Linked DNA regions of Sus scrofa: all the other regions are linked to region 2. Evidence: chromatin contacts called from public Hi-C and promoter capture Hi-C data. All regions are on one chromosome and are shown on one strand. The core of a region is the stretch at or near the end of the contact, and the rest is flanking DNA. Distances in the headings are between cores, read along the strand shown.

What was found. Promoter capture Hi-C pulls out the DNA fragments that hold promoters and counts their contacts. A called contact is a pair of places that touch in the nucleus more often than the background predicts.
Region 1: a promoter capture Hi-C map of liver shows a contact between it and region 2, with 3 times the contacts expected there. A contact is called at or near these places in 2 of 5 promoter capture datasets (fetal liver and liver) and 1 of 2 datasets of targeted methods (alveolar macrophages).
Region 3: a Hi-C map of epiblast stem cells shows a contact between it and region 2, with 2.0 times the contacts expected there. A contact is called at or near these places in 1 of 47 Hi-C or Micro-C datasets (epiblast stem cells) and 1 of 2 datasets of targeted methods (alveolar macrophages).

What each region holds. Positions count from the first base shown.
Region 1 is chr5:69,552,027-69,556,335 of Sscrofa11.1, forward strand. It overlaps ADA2 (cat eye syndrome chromosome region, candidate 1), which reads right to left and starts at 2,614. Exons shown (of 12, transcript NM_214016.2): 1 at 2,607-2,614. LOC110260759 (a long non-coding RNA gene) reads left to right here and starts at 1,170. Exons shown (of 3, transcript XR_002344148.1): 1 at 1,170-1,401; 2 at 2,436-2,541.
Region 2 is chr5:70,130,563-70,135,242 of Sscrofa11.1, forward strand. PEX26 (peroxisome assembly protein 26) reads left to right here and starts at 2,462. Exons shown (of 5, transcript XM_003126596.4): 1 at 2,462-3,288; 2 at 4,366-4,506. The coding sequence starts at 3,074. It overlaps MICAL3 (F-actin-methionine sulfoxide oxidase MICAL3), which reads right to left and starts at 2,407. Exons shown (of 40, transcript XM_021092508.1): 1 at 2,215-2,407.
Region 3 is chr5:69,486,849-69,491,621 of Sscrofa11.1, forward strand. It overlaps CECR6 (cat eye syndrome critical region protein 6), which reads right to left and starts at 1,641. Exons shown (of 1, transcript XM_021092985.1): 1 at 1-1,641. The coding sequence starts at 1,629. The coding sequence ends at 79.

The sequences.
Region 1 (4,309 bases), core at 1,364-3,863, 580 kb before region 2:
GATCCGGCGTTGCCGTGAGCTGTGGTGTAGGTTGCAGATGCGGCTCGGATCCAGCGTTGCTGTGTCTCTGGCGTAGGCTGGTGACTACAGCTCCGATTCGACCCCTAGCCCGGGAACCTCCATATGCCGTGGGAGCGGCCCAAAGAAATAGCAAAAAGACAAAAAAAAAAAAAAACTTAAAGCAGGAGTTCCCATCGTGGCTCAGCAGAAACAAATCTGACTGGTATCCATGAGGATGCAGGTTCGATCCCTGACCTTGCTCAGTGGGTTAAGGATCCAACTTTGCCGTGAGCTGTGGTGTTGATCGCAGATACAGGTTGGATCTGGCATTGCTGTGGCTGTGGTGTAGGCCAGTGGCTACAGCTCTGATTCAACCCCTAGCCTGGGACCGTCCATATGCCATGGGTGTGGCCCTACACACACACACACACACACACACACACACACACACACACACACACACCTTAAAGCAAGTTAATGTGAAGAAACATATTAAGTAAAGAGAGGTGCAGGTTATAACAGAAATGGCAAGTCTGGGCAGAGCCTCGTTGCCTGCCCGCTTGTATCTCTCACAAGCGTCCTATCTTAACAGATCTATTTCTTGCCTATCAAAAAATAAAAATAAAAAAAGGAGTCCCATCATGGTTCAGGGGAAATGCATCTGATTAGCATCCTTGAGGATGCAGCTTCCATCCCTGGCCTTGCTCAGTGGATTAAAGGATCTGGCATTGCCGTAAACTGTGGTGTAGGTCTCAGATGTGGCTTGGATCCTGAGTTGCCATGGCTCTGGTATAGGCCAGCAGCTATAGCTTTGATTCAGCCCGTAGCCTGGGAACCTCAACGTGCCGTGGGTGTGGCCCTAAAAAGACAAAAAAAAAAAAAAAAAGGAAAGAAAGAAAGAAAGAAATGGCAAGTCTGATCATCACTGGGACATGTTATATCCAGGATTCTTTCCAGGGGTAGCTTTCAATGATTCAGTATGTTTATGCAGTTACAGCAGATACTCCACGGGGAAATTTTTTTTGGGGGAGGAGCGCACCCGAGGCATATGGAAGTTCCCAGGCTAGGGGTAGAATTGGAGCTACAGCTGTCAGGCTAGGCCACAGCCACAACAGCAACGCAGGATCAGAGCTGAGTCTGTGACCTATACCACAGCTCACGGCATTGCTGGATCCTTAACCCTCTGAGCGAGGCCAGGGATCAAACCAGCAACCTCTTGGTTACTAGTCGGATTCGTTTCCATTGCACCACAATGGAAACTCCCAAGGGGGAATTTCAAGAGGGAGCCAGAAGACCAGGTGACTGCTGGCTAGGAGGACAGCTGGCAGAGCTGTGCACCGAATCCCAGAGCTGGCCTTGGCAGTCCCTGCACCTTCATCAGGTCCTGGAATCTGTCCTTGGGTGAGTGTTTGTCTCCAGGAGGGAAGGACAGTGATGTCCCCACTCCTGAGCCACCCCCACCACATCCTCCACCAAGGGCCCCGCTCTTCCCCTCTCCCCAGTGACATATAGCAGGGCCACCAGCCCCCAAACCTCCCACTCTGTCCTCTCCAAGGATCCCAGAGCTTCTGTGTGGCCAGCACCCTGGGCCTCCTGGTAGCCTCTCAGACAGAAGTGTCCTCCCTCCCAGGAAAGAACTCCCTGTCCCCACTCCAGCTGTGCTCACTTCATCTCTCTCTCCATGGTCCCACTCTTTTGCTTTTAAAGGAAGGTCCAGTTCTAATATATGTACAACTGGGTCACTTTGCTGTACAGCAGAAATTGATACAACATTGTAAATTAACTATAATAAAAAAAAAATTAGGCGTTCCCATTGCAGCTCAGCGGTAATAAACCCGACTCTAGTAGCCAGGAAGATGCAGGTTTAATCTCTGGCCTCACTCAGTGGGTTAGGGATCTACAAGCTTAGGTGTAGGTTGCAGATGCGCCTCAGATCTGGTGTTGCTGTAGCTGTGGTGTAGGCTGGGAACTTCAGTCGCATTAGACCCCTAGGCTGGGAAATACTGTATGCCATGGGTGTGGTCCTAAAAAACAAGAAAGAAAGAAAGAAAGAAAGAGAGAGAGAGAGAGAGAGAGAAAGGAGGGAGGGAGGGAGGGAGGAAGGGAAGGAAGGAAGGAAGGAGGAAGGAAGGAAGGAAGGAGAGAGAGAAAGAAAGAAGGAAGGAAGGAAGGAAGAAAAAGAAAGAAAGAAAGAGAGAGAGGGAGAGAGAGAGAGAGAAAGAAAGAAAGAAAGAGAGAAAGAAAGAAAGAAAGAGAAAAAGAAAGAAAGGGAGAGTATTAAAACGCTACAAAATTCCCTGGTGGCTCAGTGGGTTAAGAACCCGGCATTGTCACTGTTGTGGTGTGGGTTTGATCCCTAGCCTGGGAATTTCCACACAGCGCAGACATAGCCAATCACATTAAAAAAACACTCTATGAAAATATTTTGTTTTCAGACAAGGAAGAGAGGAACTTGCATGTCCACAAGCCTGGTCCCCGCCCTGGGCCATAGCCGGTAATGCATTGAGCAGCCCTGCTCCTGGCACCCCTGGAAGCCCCCAGGTGAGCAACCAGCACCCCCAGCCACCCATTCAGGCCCGATCCCCCACCCAGGGGACCCCAGTTACCTCGGAGCAGCTCCAGAGCCCGAGAGACTGTGGCCACCTCAGAAATTGAGGCTCAGGCTCGGTTCACTTCCCCAGGGTGGTTTCACTTCCCTACTGCCCCAGCCCCGTCTCCGCCCAGGGCCCAGGAGGGCGGGAGTTGGGTGGGGGGGGGTCCCAGTGCATGTGTGTCTATGCGTGTGAGAGCCTCTTCCTGGAGCTGTACCTGGGGTGCTTGGCGGGTTAGACACAGTGTGTGCCTCCATGTGCGTGTACGTCATGCTTAACTGGCAGGTGCCGTGGCTGTCACAGTGGATCCAGGACCAGTTCCACACCACACGAAGCGCAGGAGGCACTCTAGAACCTGCTCCGGAACTTTGTTTTTTCGTTTGTTTGTTTTTGTTTTGTCTTTTTGTCCTTTAGGTGTCCTATATGCTGCATCCGTGGCATATAAAGGTTCCGAGGCAAGGGATTGAATCACAGTGGTAGCCACCGGCCTACACCAGAGCCACAGCAACTTGGGATCTGAGCCGAGTCTTCAACCTACACCACAGCTCACAGCAATACCAGATCCTTAACCCACTGAGGCCAGGGATCCAACCTGCATCCTTATGGATGCTAGTCTGGTTCATTAACCACTGAGCCATGATGGGAACTTCCCCTGCTCGAGAACTTTGGGCAAGGCCTCCCTCCTCAAAATTGGAGGTGAATTGTGGGCCAACCCACTGGATAGAAGGTAAAAAAGTTGATGCAGGAGTTCCCTGGTGGCACAGCGGGTTAAGGACCCAGTGTTGTCATTGTTATGGTGTGGGTTTGATTCCTGGTTCAGGACCTTCTGCTTGCTGCTGGGCGGGTGTGGCCAAAAAGAAAAAAAGATACAATAGAAAGTAGGTGCTTTAAGGGGAATCAGGGGTGTGGGGGGAGGGTGGGAAGCCTAGGGGCTGTGGGGAGAACAAGGGCAGGAAGGTGGGCAGGGAAACCACTCCAGGGGGGTGGGGAGGGGACACAGCATGTGACCAGAGGCTGCGGTCAGGCCTAGCCATATCATCTACACTCTCCAGACTTCGTTTCCTGGGCCGGAGTGGAGATGGTAGAGCAGGGCTGTGCAGGGTGCCATGGGCTCAATGAGGAAGTCCTGCAAAGTGCCCGGTGCATGTAGCAAGTTCCAGAGATGCCTGCATTACTGCTGTTGGAAGTAACCACTGTGCCACATCCCCAGGCCAACACAGAAGACACCACAGGAGACCGTATAGCGACCTCTGTGTCACAATCAACCCACATGCCTGCCCAGCACCCCTCCCAGCCCAGCCCCGCCCCCTCCAGTGCCTTCTGCCCCAAATCACCCACAAAGCCACTTCACAGCCCCTCATTGCTGAAACCTCTGGGCCCCTTGCCATCACCCAAAAAAGTAGAAAGGTCATCACTTACTAGGCAAGAATTCAAAAATGAAAATGTACAGAAATAGGAACTCCCTCAAAAGTCCAAGATTAATTTTTTTTTTTTTTGACTTTTTAGGGCCGCACCTGCAGCATATGGAGGTTCCCAGGCTAGGGGTCCAATTGGAACTACTGCTGCCAGCCTACGCCACAGCCACAGCAAGGTGGGATCCAAGCTGCATCTGCCACCTACAACACAGCTCATGGCAACGCTGGATCCTTAACCCATTGAGCGAGGCCAGGGATCGAACCCTCGTCCTCAGGGATACTAGTTGGATTCATTAACTGCTG
Region 2 (4,680 bases), core at 1,212-3,711:
CCCAGCATATCATCACCCTCATTCCTCTGAACTATTGCAGTGATATAAAGCACTCTAGTGGCTGTCACATGATCTCTTTTGAGCCTCACAATACCCCATGTGGCAGGTGTTGGTATTCATGTCTTCAGATGAGAAAACAGACTCAGAGGACTAAGCCGACCTTCCAGAGGTCCCTAAGATTCCAAGCGGCATAGCCTATCTCCCATTCCAGAGCTCCTTCTGCTACAGAAACACCAACTTACCACATGTTCAAAGTAGGTGAGCAAATCCACAACCTCAGGACCCTGCTCAGGCAAGACACACTGTACCTGGCAAACAGAAAGAACAGCAAGTCCCACAGCTTGGGCTAGGGAATGGCTATTGCGTGGGTTTCGTGTCTCATTTACTCCACTAATTTTCCCAAAATGAAAGGATTCCAACAATACAAATCTTGACACAGGTCAGGGCTTTCAGATTGGAAAGAACTGCCTTGTTCCCACTTCTCTCTCTCTCTTTTTTTTTTTGTGGCTGCACCAGAGGCATATGAAAGTTCCCAAGCCAGGGATCGAATTCGAGCCAGAGCTGCAACCTGCACCACAGCTGTGACCTGCACCACAGCTGCAGCAATGCCAGATCCTTAACTCACGGCCCCGGGGCTGGCGATGGAACCCCAATCTCTGCAGCAGGAACTCCACCACCACTTATTTTATACCAGAGGGAGGGAAGGCTGTTTCATAGCTTGAGTCATGAGCCCTGAGACATTAAGACACTTGGTCACTGTCCCTCAGGTGGAATAAATTAGGACTGCTGTGTCTTAGCTTGAGATGGTCTGGCTTCATTAGATGGTCTGGCTCCATTATGTCAGCACTGTTACTCGGGAATCAGCTGGTGGGCATAAGAGTGCTAAGGGGTAGTGGTGACAGAGAGACCACTGCGTAGGCCCAGGTAGTCAGAGATTGGGCGAAACACAGAAATAGAAAAATCCTATTTTCATATTTTTTTTTTTTTTTTTTTTTTTTTGCAAACTCCCACTTCTTTAAATATCTTGACCTCATTCTAGGGATCACAGCACTGCACGTACTGGCAGGCTTGCTTCTTTTAAGGCTGTGCTGCCATCTCCTGGAAAATCCTGGGCAGAGCAAGAACCTTCTCTAGGATTAAGGAAGGGGCCTTTTTCTGGCAGCAAAAGCTTGGAAGTGGTGCTCCTGGAGGCAGAGGCCTGGTCCTGCCAGTCTCAACTGGCCCAGGCCTGGTCAGGTCTGTATTCTGACGCTACTACTGCTTTTCTGATTTTTCAGGGGAGACTTATAAGCCAATTCTGAGAAACAGTTTTTTGTTTGTTTACAGTCCAGTAATTATGCTATTACTAATGATCTTCATTATTGGCTGTCAAATCTGAGGCAGAACAGATAAAACATTTTGATAAATTCAGCCTTGAACTAATTCACTTTCCAGAGTGGAGTTTGCTCTGTGGGAAGAATATTGCCTGGAGAGAAAGGGGGACTTAGGGTGGACATCAAGTATGTGTTGGTCCCAAGGGCAGTGATTTCACCAATGGAGGCTAGTTCTGAGCATGAAAAGCACATTTTCTCTCTGCTCTACTTCAACCCTGGATTTACTGCTAGAAAACAAAGTTAAACGTAGTCACTGTTGTCACATCCAAGTTCTCTTTAAGCATTTATCACCATCTGACATACCACTGTATTTATTTTTAATTTTGCTCCCCTCTTTCACTATGATGGAAGCTCCACAAAGGAGGACATTTTTGTCTCCTTCGTTCATGTGGGATCCTCAGTGTTTAGAACAAGGCTGGCACTTAGTAGGTGTTAAATATCCACGGAAAAAGTGAAGTCCTGGCTTTATCACCTTATGCCATTATGGGGTCCACACTTCTCATCCCCAGAGTCTGATGGATTTTGTGCTTCTGCCTCAGCTTTCCAGGAGGACTTTTTGCAGAGGGTGGAAGGCCCTGGCTGGTGACCATGGAAGGGGATGCTGAGGCAGGCAGGTGCTGACCCTGTGCCTGGCCTGTCCGATTTAATCACAAGGGCAACGTTTTGGAGAGAGTGCAAATGGTAGGGAACTGGGAGGAACTGAAGCTCAGGGCTTAGCACAAACCTAGGAGGCTCTTCAAAGCCTGAGTGAAGCACAGAATATAATAATAAATGTAACTTCTGTATCTGTGTAAAATTACTTAATAATTACTATTAAAGCCAGGACGTATTGAATACTTACTCTGACTCAGTCCTTTACTGTAAACTGCATTACACACTGTACGGCTTTTTCACGGAATATCTATCTGGCATAAGACACGGAGGCTCAGTGTGGATCCCTGGACACAAGCGGACACAGCCCATCCGGCAGAGCGCGGTGGCCAAGCTCCTGCCCTTGGCTGGCTGTGTTTTTGCCACCTGCCAGTTGTGGGACCGGCAGCAAAACAAAAGAAGGAAGGACTGACGGGTGCTGGGCGGGGCCCGGGAGGAGGCGGTTCACAGACGCCCTCTCCTGCTCGCCGCCGGAGCCGTGTCCCTACAGAATCCAGGAGCTAGAGAAGCCGGAGGCCAGAGCCTCGGCCCGCAACAAGTACCCACCTCACCTCCCACAGCCCGCGGCTTGGGTCGGCTGGCTTCCTCCGACTGTGACGGCTTCTGGGGCGCCGTATGCCGGGGCTTGTAGTCCGAAGCCCCCCATCTGCGCCCCGGAGCGGGGCCGCTCCAGGAGCAAGACTACAACTCCCAGAGTGTCCCGCGCCGCCGGGCGCCGCTCTGCGCGCGCAGCGAAGCTGTCGGCGCCCACGTTCCCGCGCCGCTGGCGGCGGCTCAGCCCCTGGAGAGGGTCGGGGCAGACTCCTTCCCGGGCTCGGGGGTTCCAGTCCTTGTCGTGAGGCTGCGTCTCCAGGGACGCAGTGCTCTGCATATCCGAGGGTGCCAGGCTGTCCCTCGCTGGAGCCGCAGACAAGCCCAGCCGCGCCAATCTTTCCTTTACGGGCTGCGGCCTCGGGCGGTTCGTGGGCCAGGCTGTGAGGACCCTCTCTTCTCCCAGGCCGCACCGGACACCCTGCAGCCCCCAGAGGGCGGTCGCCCGGCGCCCGCCTATGAGGAGTGACCCCGCGACCTCTGCAGCCCCCCTGAGGGGGCTTGGGGGCCCCCTGCGGAGCAGCGAGCCGGTGCGCTCCTCCCCGGCCCCATCGGCAGCCGCACTTCTGCTGGAGGAGGCGGCCGACTTGCTGGTGGTGCACCTGGACTTTGCCGCGGCGCTCCGCACCTGCGAACGCGCGTGGCAGGGCCTGGCGGAGGAGCCCGCGGGCGCGTACGTGCTGGGCTCGGCTCCCTTCGGGTGACGGTGGGAGGGGCACCAGTCCCCAGGACTCTTGCCCTCCGATTGTTGGCGGAAGTCTTACTCCTTGCTTTCCTCAGGGGTGCCTGACCTTGTGCCCATTTTCTGAGGAGAAAGGGGAGGCACTGCCCGTTGAGGAGGAAGCAGTTGAGTCGTGTCACAGGGCTTAGTGGGAACCCACAGCCAATTCTTTCTCCCTGTTCCAGGGCAGAATGACATGAAGGGAAGACAGGATTGTATTGTTCAGTTGCTCCAGTAAGCAGGTGGTGGGAGGCTTGTCGAAGGTACACCCTCCACTGAGTTGTCCCCTTCTCACTTTGGCTGATGAGTGGGGATGGGGTTCAGGGCAGGAGTAGTGTTCCAGTTCTATTGAAGGGTCGGATCAAAGAATTAGAAACCTTGGTCTTGCGCTGCTTTTTCTAATGCTGCCGTCCTCTCTGGTAGTTGAAGGCATAATTTCTCTGTGGATTGTAAGGTTGGCTTAGGCCACACTAGGGAGGGGGTGGGTAGAGTAGTCAAAGCTGACCCCAGGGAGTAATGAATTGGGGAGCCCTGGCTGTGTGTTCAGGGGGTTGGTGAATAAATGCTGAAGGCTTTGATTTGGGTGCTTGGAGGTGCCTCTGTAGGTGGTGCTAGGAGGCCAGTAGTGGAGTTCCTGTGCCTGTACTGAGGCTATAACCTTTCAAATTCTTAGCTCCACCTCTCTTCCCACCCAAATATCTATGCTGTTTCTTGTCCTCTTCACCTAAGAAGTAAAGGAACCCTCCTGCTCATTAATCCACATTTCAACTGCATACAGAGCTGTGTGTTGGGCAGCTGCTGATTTGCTTCTAGATTTAGAGAAACTTTTAGCTCCTGGGAAAAGGGCAGTTTTCTCTTGTTTGGGGGCAGAAGACCACTTGTAATTGTGAGGTCCACTAGAACACCGGTGGGAGGGTAGAGGTGACGACTGCTGAATTTGGGAGCTGGTGAAGAAGAGTCCCAAGGTGGAGGTGGCAATGGCAATGCAGGGAAACCGCTTCTAAACTTGAATTGGCTTTTCCCTGACAGCTCCTTGGAGGTGAAATGCTCTCTCTGTGTTGTGGGAATCCAGGCCCTGGCGGAGATGGATCGGTGGCGGGAAGTCCTGTCTTGGGTTCTTCAGTATTACCAGATTCCTGAGAAGCTGCCCCCCAAAGTCCTGGAGTTGTGGTAGGTCCTTAGGTCCTTACCGCTTACCCACTGGGTCAGTGCAGGAGCAAGAGGGTTTTCCTGTCCTTTCCCAAATCAGTCCTGATAGCTCCTTTTCCCCCTTCCCTACTATTTCCCTCCAAATCTAATTCTTTTCATGTTTCTTTTCTTACCCCTAGACTTGAAACCCTAACA
Region 3 (4,773 bases), core at 391-2,890, 640 kb before region 2:
ACTGATCCAGTTGGGTGACAGAAGGTCAGAGGACCGGCAGCGGGGTCTCCCAACCCCAAAGCAAGCCTCCCAGACCCCTCAATTCTGGGATGCCACAGCCAGGGTGTTGACATAGCCGTGGGCGCCCCCCTCATCCTCTGAGATGCAGTGGGCCAGCTGGGGGCCTCCGGTCGTGGTAGGGGCAGAGGGTGGAGCACCATAGCCCGCCCGGGCCCGATTTGGGGACGCTGGGGTCCCCCGGTCCCAACAGCCCTCCAAGGCTTCCAGGCCGCGGCAGCCCAGGAAGAAGAGGTTCTTGAGCATGAAGACGGAGAGCGGCTGCTGGTAGCTCACGGCCAGCAGGCAGCGCAGCGCCAGCAAGGGCACGTCCACCAGGCAGCCGCCCAGCAGGCGCAGCAGGCGGCTGCAGCTGCCGGGCCGCGAGGCCCGGCCCCGAGGCGAGGCGGCTGCTGCGGCGTGGAGCTCGTAGAGCCAGAGCACCGGCGAGGCGAGCGCGAGGAAGTAGACGGCGATGAGCAGATAGCGCAGGTGCGCGGGCAGCGGCGCACGACCGTCCAGCATCAGCTCCACCAGGGCGAAGCTGTCCAGCAGGTCCAGGCACGTGCCCAGAAAGCAGCCGGCGGCGCGGTGCTGCTGGGGCTGCAGAAGCAGGGGGCCCGCGGAGCCAGGGGCGGCGCCCGCCTCGCCGATGGCCCGCACCAGGCTGTAGAGTAGCGGCGCCGACAGAGCCATGGTGAGGCGAAAGCCCGTGGTGCCGAAGGGCGCTCGCAGCTCGATGAGGTCCAGGATGGACGTGCCCAGGATGAGCACCACCTTGGGCGTGAAGGCGATGGAGTAGATGAGCCAGGCCAGGTAGGCGAAGGCGAACTCACCGGCCGCCCCCGCCGTCCCCGCGGGCCCCGGGCCGCCAGCGCCCCCGCGGCCGCCGCGCACCTTGGCGCCCGCAGCCCCAGCAGCGGCAGCGGCAGCAGGGGCGGCGGGCAGGTGCAGGGGCGCGACGTGCGGGTGGTGCGGGTGGTGGGCGTGTGGGCTGCCCCGACGGCCCCGGCTGTTCTTGGCGAAGAAAATGGCCCAGCCCGCCGCCACTACCAGATCGGTAGCGACCCAGGAGCACCAGTACAGGTCGGTGACGGCGATGAGGTACACGTCCAGCAGGCCGCCCTGCGCCAGAAGCAGCGCCACGGACAGAGCCTGGTAGCCCCAGCGGCAGCCAGGGCCAAGGGTGCAGCCGCGGTTCCCGCCCCCGCGGCCCTGCCGGGACGGGCGGCCGCAGCAGCCACAGCACGAACGACAGGAGGGGCCGGGGCCGGGACCGCCCGCGCCCCCGACGGCCCCGGCCACCACGCCCGCGCCCAGGTCGGCGGCGGTCATGCTGCACGGGGAGGTGGGCGTGGAAGCGGCGGAGGCGGCGGGGGTCCCCGGGGTCCCGGCGGGCACCAGTGGCCTGCTGATGCTGGCGCTCTCGTCGTCGTCCTCCCGCTCGGCGCCCGCGCTGCTGCCGGAGCCGCCGCCAGTGCCGCTGCTGGTGCTGCTGCTGCTGCTGCCCGAGCCGCTCCGGCCTCGAAGAAACGGGGGCTGCAGCCGGGCGGGGGGCGGGGCCGCGCGGGGGGCGCCGAGCGCGGGGCGCATTGTCCTCGGCTCCCTCCCGCCTCCCCGGCCGGAGCCGCGCGCCGCGAGCCGAGCTCCGTGGCCGGGTGCGCGCGGGCTGCCGCCGACGCGCGGTGACGGTGGCGGTGACGGCGCGTGAGGCGGCCCCGCCAGAGCTGGGGGCGGGGCGGGGAAACGAGGATTGGATTCAGGGCCGGGAGGGGGAAAGCCTGGCCACCGGGTCGCGGGAAGAAGGGGAGCGGGTGCCGAGGCGAGGAGTTGGGGCAGGAAGGAGGACTCAGCGGGCAGAACCAGGAGGGACGCCGGGCGGGGCGGAATGGGAGGTGGTCGGCGAGGTCCCACTCGCTGAACCCCTGGGGCGTTAGGGGACCGGATGGCCTTGGTCTCTGTAGTCTCTATATAGACTGTGCCTCCGGAGGACCAGGCGGGAACCTCTGCAGGCACCCCTGGGCCAATCCGGCCTCTCTCCAAGGCTCTTAAAAACCAAGGGAAGAATCAGGCGATACTGATTACAAGGACAAAGAACAGGAGCCCCAAACATGCAGCTCTATTCCGGGGCCACCCTGGGTGAGGTACCAGTTTCCAGCGAATGGAGCAGCTCTGTGAATGTAAATGCGCTTGGAAGTAAGGAGCAGTAAAAGGATGGTAGGAGTTGACCCTGCCAAGTGGGCTTCAGTATTCTCTGAAGTTCTTAAAGCTGGAGTGGCAACAACAGTAACATGTAGCTAGCAGAGGAAAATAAAGGGACACCTAGAGGAACGGCGCCCTGATAGAACAAAGCCCCAAGGCAGTGGCAGGGAAGGCTGCAGCCCCGCGGTGGGCAGAAACACAGCATCCTGCATCTACAAACTCAGGGCCCATCCTGCCTCACCCTCTGAACTTAGTCCATGTTGGGGCTGGAACAGGGAAGCAGCTCAAGAAGGCAGCAGGTGGAGTTGTGCCTGTAGGGGTTTAGGGAGCAGGTGGGGTGCCTGTGTAACACTAACACTCCAGCCCATCAAAGCAGGGCAGGAAGCTCTCCTGCCCCTTCTTGGTCCTCCACATACCTGAGGCTGCCTCTCGCCTGCCTTCATTTCACCCCCTTTCCACATAACACCTCACAGGGAGGGAGGGGACTCAGGGGGACAATGGAGGCTGGTTGCCTGGCCTTGACCCTAAATCTGCTTCTCGAACAGGGTCAGTTTGAGCTGCATGGCTTTCTCCAGTCTCTTGGAGGTCTGTACAGTTAGTCCTCAGTAGATGTGGGGTTTAGCACTCACAGCCTACCCCTGGCACACACAAGCTCTGTGTCCAGTGGTCACACAGGCAGAGCAGGTGTGGCGGGAGAGCTGGGCTCTGGGGCGGTGGTCTCAGCTCCACCACTTTACCTGTGTGACCTTGGACCAGCTATTTCACTTCTCTGAGCCTCGGATTATCCAGCTGTACAAAGGGACCAATGTCTACGTTCCCAGGCTGTTGTATTAGAGAGGTTGTTACAAAAAGAGAGAGGGAGGCTGCAAGTTTGGAGGGTTGGCCCAGTGCCTGGTGCAGAGCATGTTACAGGTGGCTGCTGTTATCATCACAATTCCATTCAGCATCTGTCTCCACCTCCCAGGAACATTACTCACAGCACAGGCCACCAATGACTGTTTTCTGGGCTGAATCCCTTCCTGAGGCCACATTCCTAGCTCCGCTCCCTGACGGCTTTGCACTTCAGTAGGTGCCAGGGAGCAGAGCAGCTCTCGTTACTGGTCACAGGCTTCACAGTATGAGAGATTCAGCCCTGCCAGCTGGTGCCAAGACCCACCACACGGGCAAGGTGGGCAGTAAAGAGCACCAGCAGCCTGTCCTGTGTGAGCATCACATCAGGGCAGGTGTCAGGGCAGAGCAGCTCCTGGTTACAACTCAGATTGAGGAGCTGCCAGGTGCTCATGGGGGTGATTACAGCCAGGCTCCCCCATCTCCCCCAGGAAAACACCAGCCAGCAGCTAACCTCCAGCTCAGGAAGCAGCTGAAGAAGGCAAAGAACGGGGCTTCTGAGGGAACAGTGGCAACTCTGCCCCTGACCCTCCCACCCTCCCCCAGCCAGGCTCCCAGCTCCCTCCTCTCACCCCGCAGGCCAGGTCTCACCCACAGCTGCCTTCAGAGGACAGGCCTCCTCCCTGGTAACTTGGGTGCTAATAGCCCTTTGACTTAATCCGTGCCTCTCTAGGAAATGGACTTCACTGGCTCAGAGTAGCTTCTGTATGAGTTTTTTTTTTTTTTTTTTTTTTTTTTTTTTTTTTGGCTTTTTCCTTTTTAGTTGCACTCACAGCATATGGAGGTTCCCAGGCTAGGGGTCTAATTGGAGCTGTAGCTGCCAGCCTACACCACAGCCACAGCAACGCAGGATCCAACCATGTCTGTGACCTACATCACAGTTCACTGCAATGCCAGAACCTTAACCCACTGAGTGAAGCCGGGGATCGAACCCACATCCTCATGGATCCTAGTTGGATTCGTTAACCGCTGAGCCATGAAGGGAACTCCTATGTAAGATTCTTTAACCCAATTTCTTTCAAGTCTGAGGCCCTGAATAAAAAGACCACAGAGGAGTTCCCTGATGGCTCAGCAGGTTAAGAATCCAGTGTTGTCACTGCTGTGGCTCAGGTCACTGCTGTTGCAGGTTCCATCCCTGGCCGGGAACTTCCACATGCCATGGGCACGGCTGAAAAAAAAGACCACAGATCATAAGGATAAGCGGTCAAGGCACATGGCAGAGTACACAGGTGGTCCAAGTGTCAGAGGGAACTACACTTTGCACTGGGTTATGTCTGATCTTCTGTGTGCACGCACGCACGCACATACACATGCGCGCGCGTGTGTGCGCGCACACGCACAAATGCACACAGGCACCACACAGAGCCTTCACTTCAGCCTGGAAAGGGCTCGACAAAGATGTGACTGGGATGAAAAGAAGTAAGTTGAAAAGAATTTCTCATTTATAAAGTGAGTAGAAACATACCACAGGGATCTGTAAAAGGGAAGACACAGGATCTGTGCTCACACCTTATATATGATACCCGGACACAGAGGCAGAAACAGCTTGCTCTCGGCCACGCAGCCAGTCAAGGGCAGAATTGGGGTTAGAGCCAGACCACCTCCCAGCCCAGTGTTCTGACCAGCCTAGGGTGGCGCCCTGGGAGC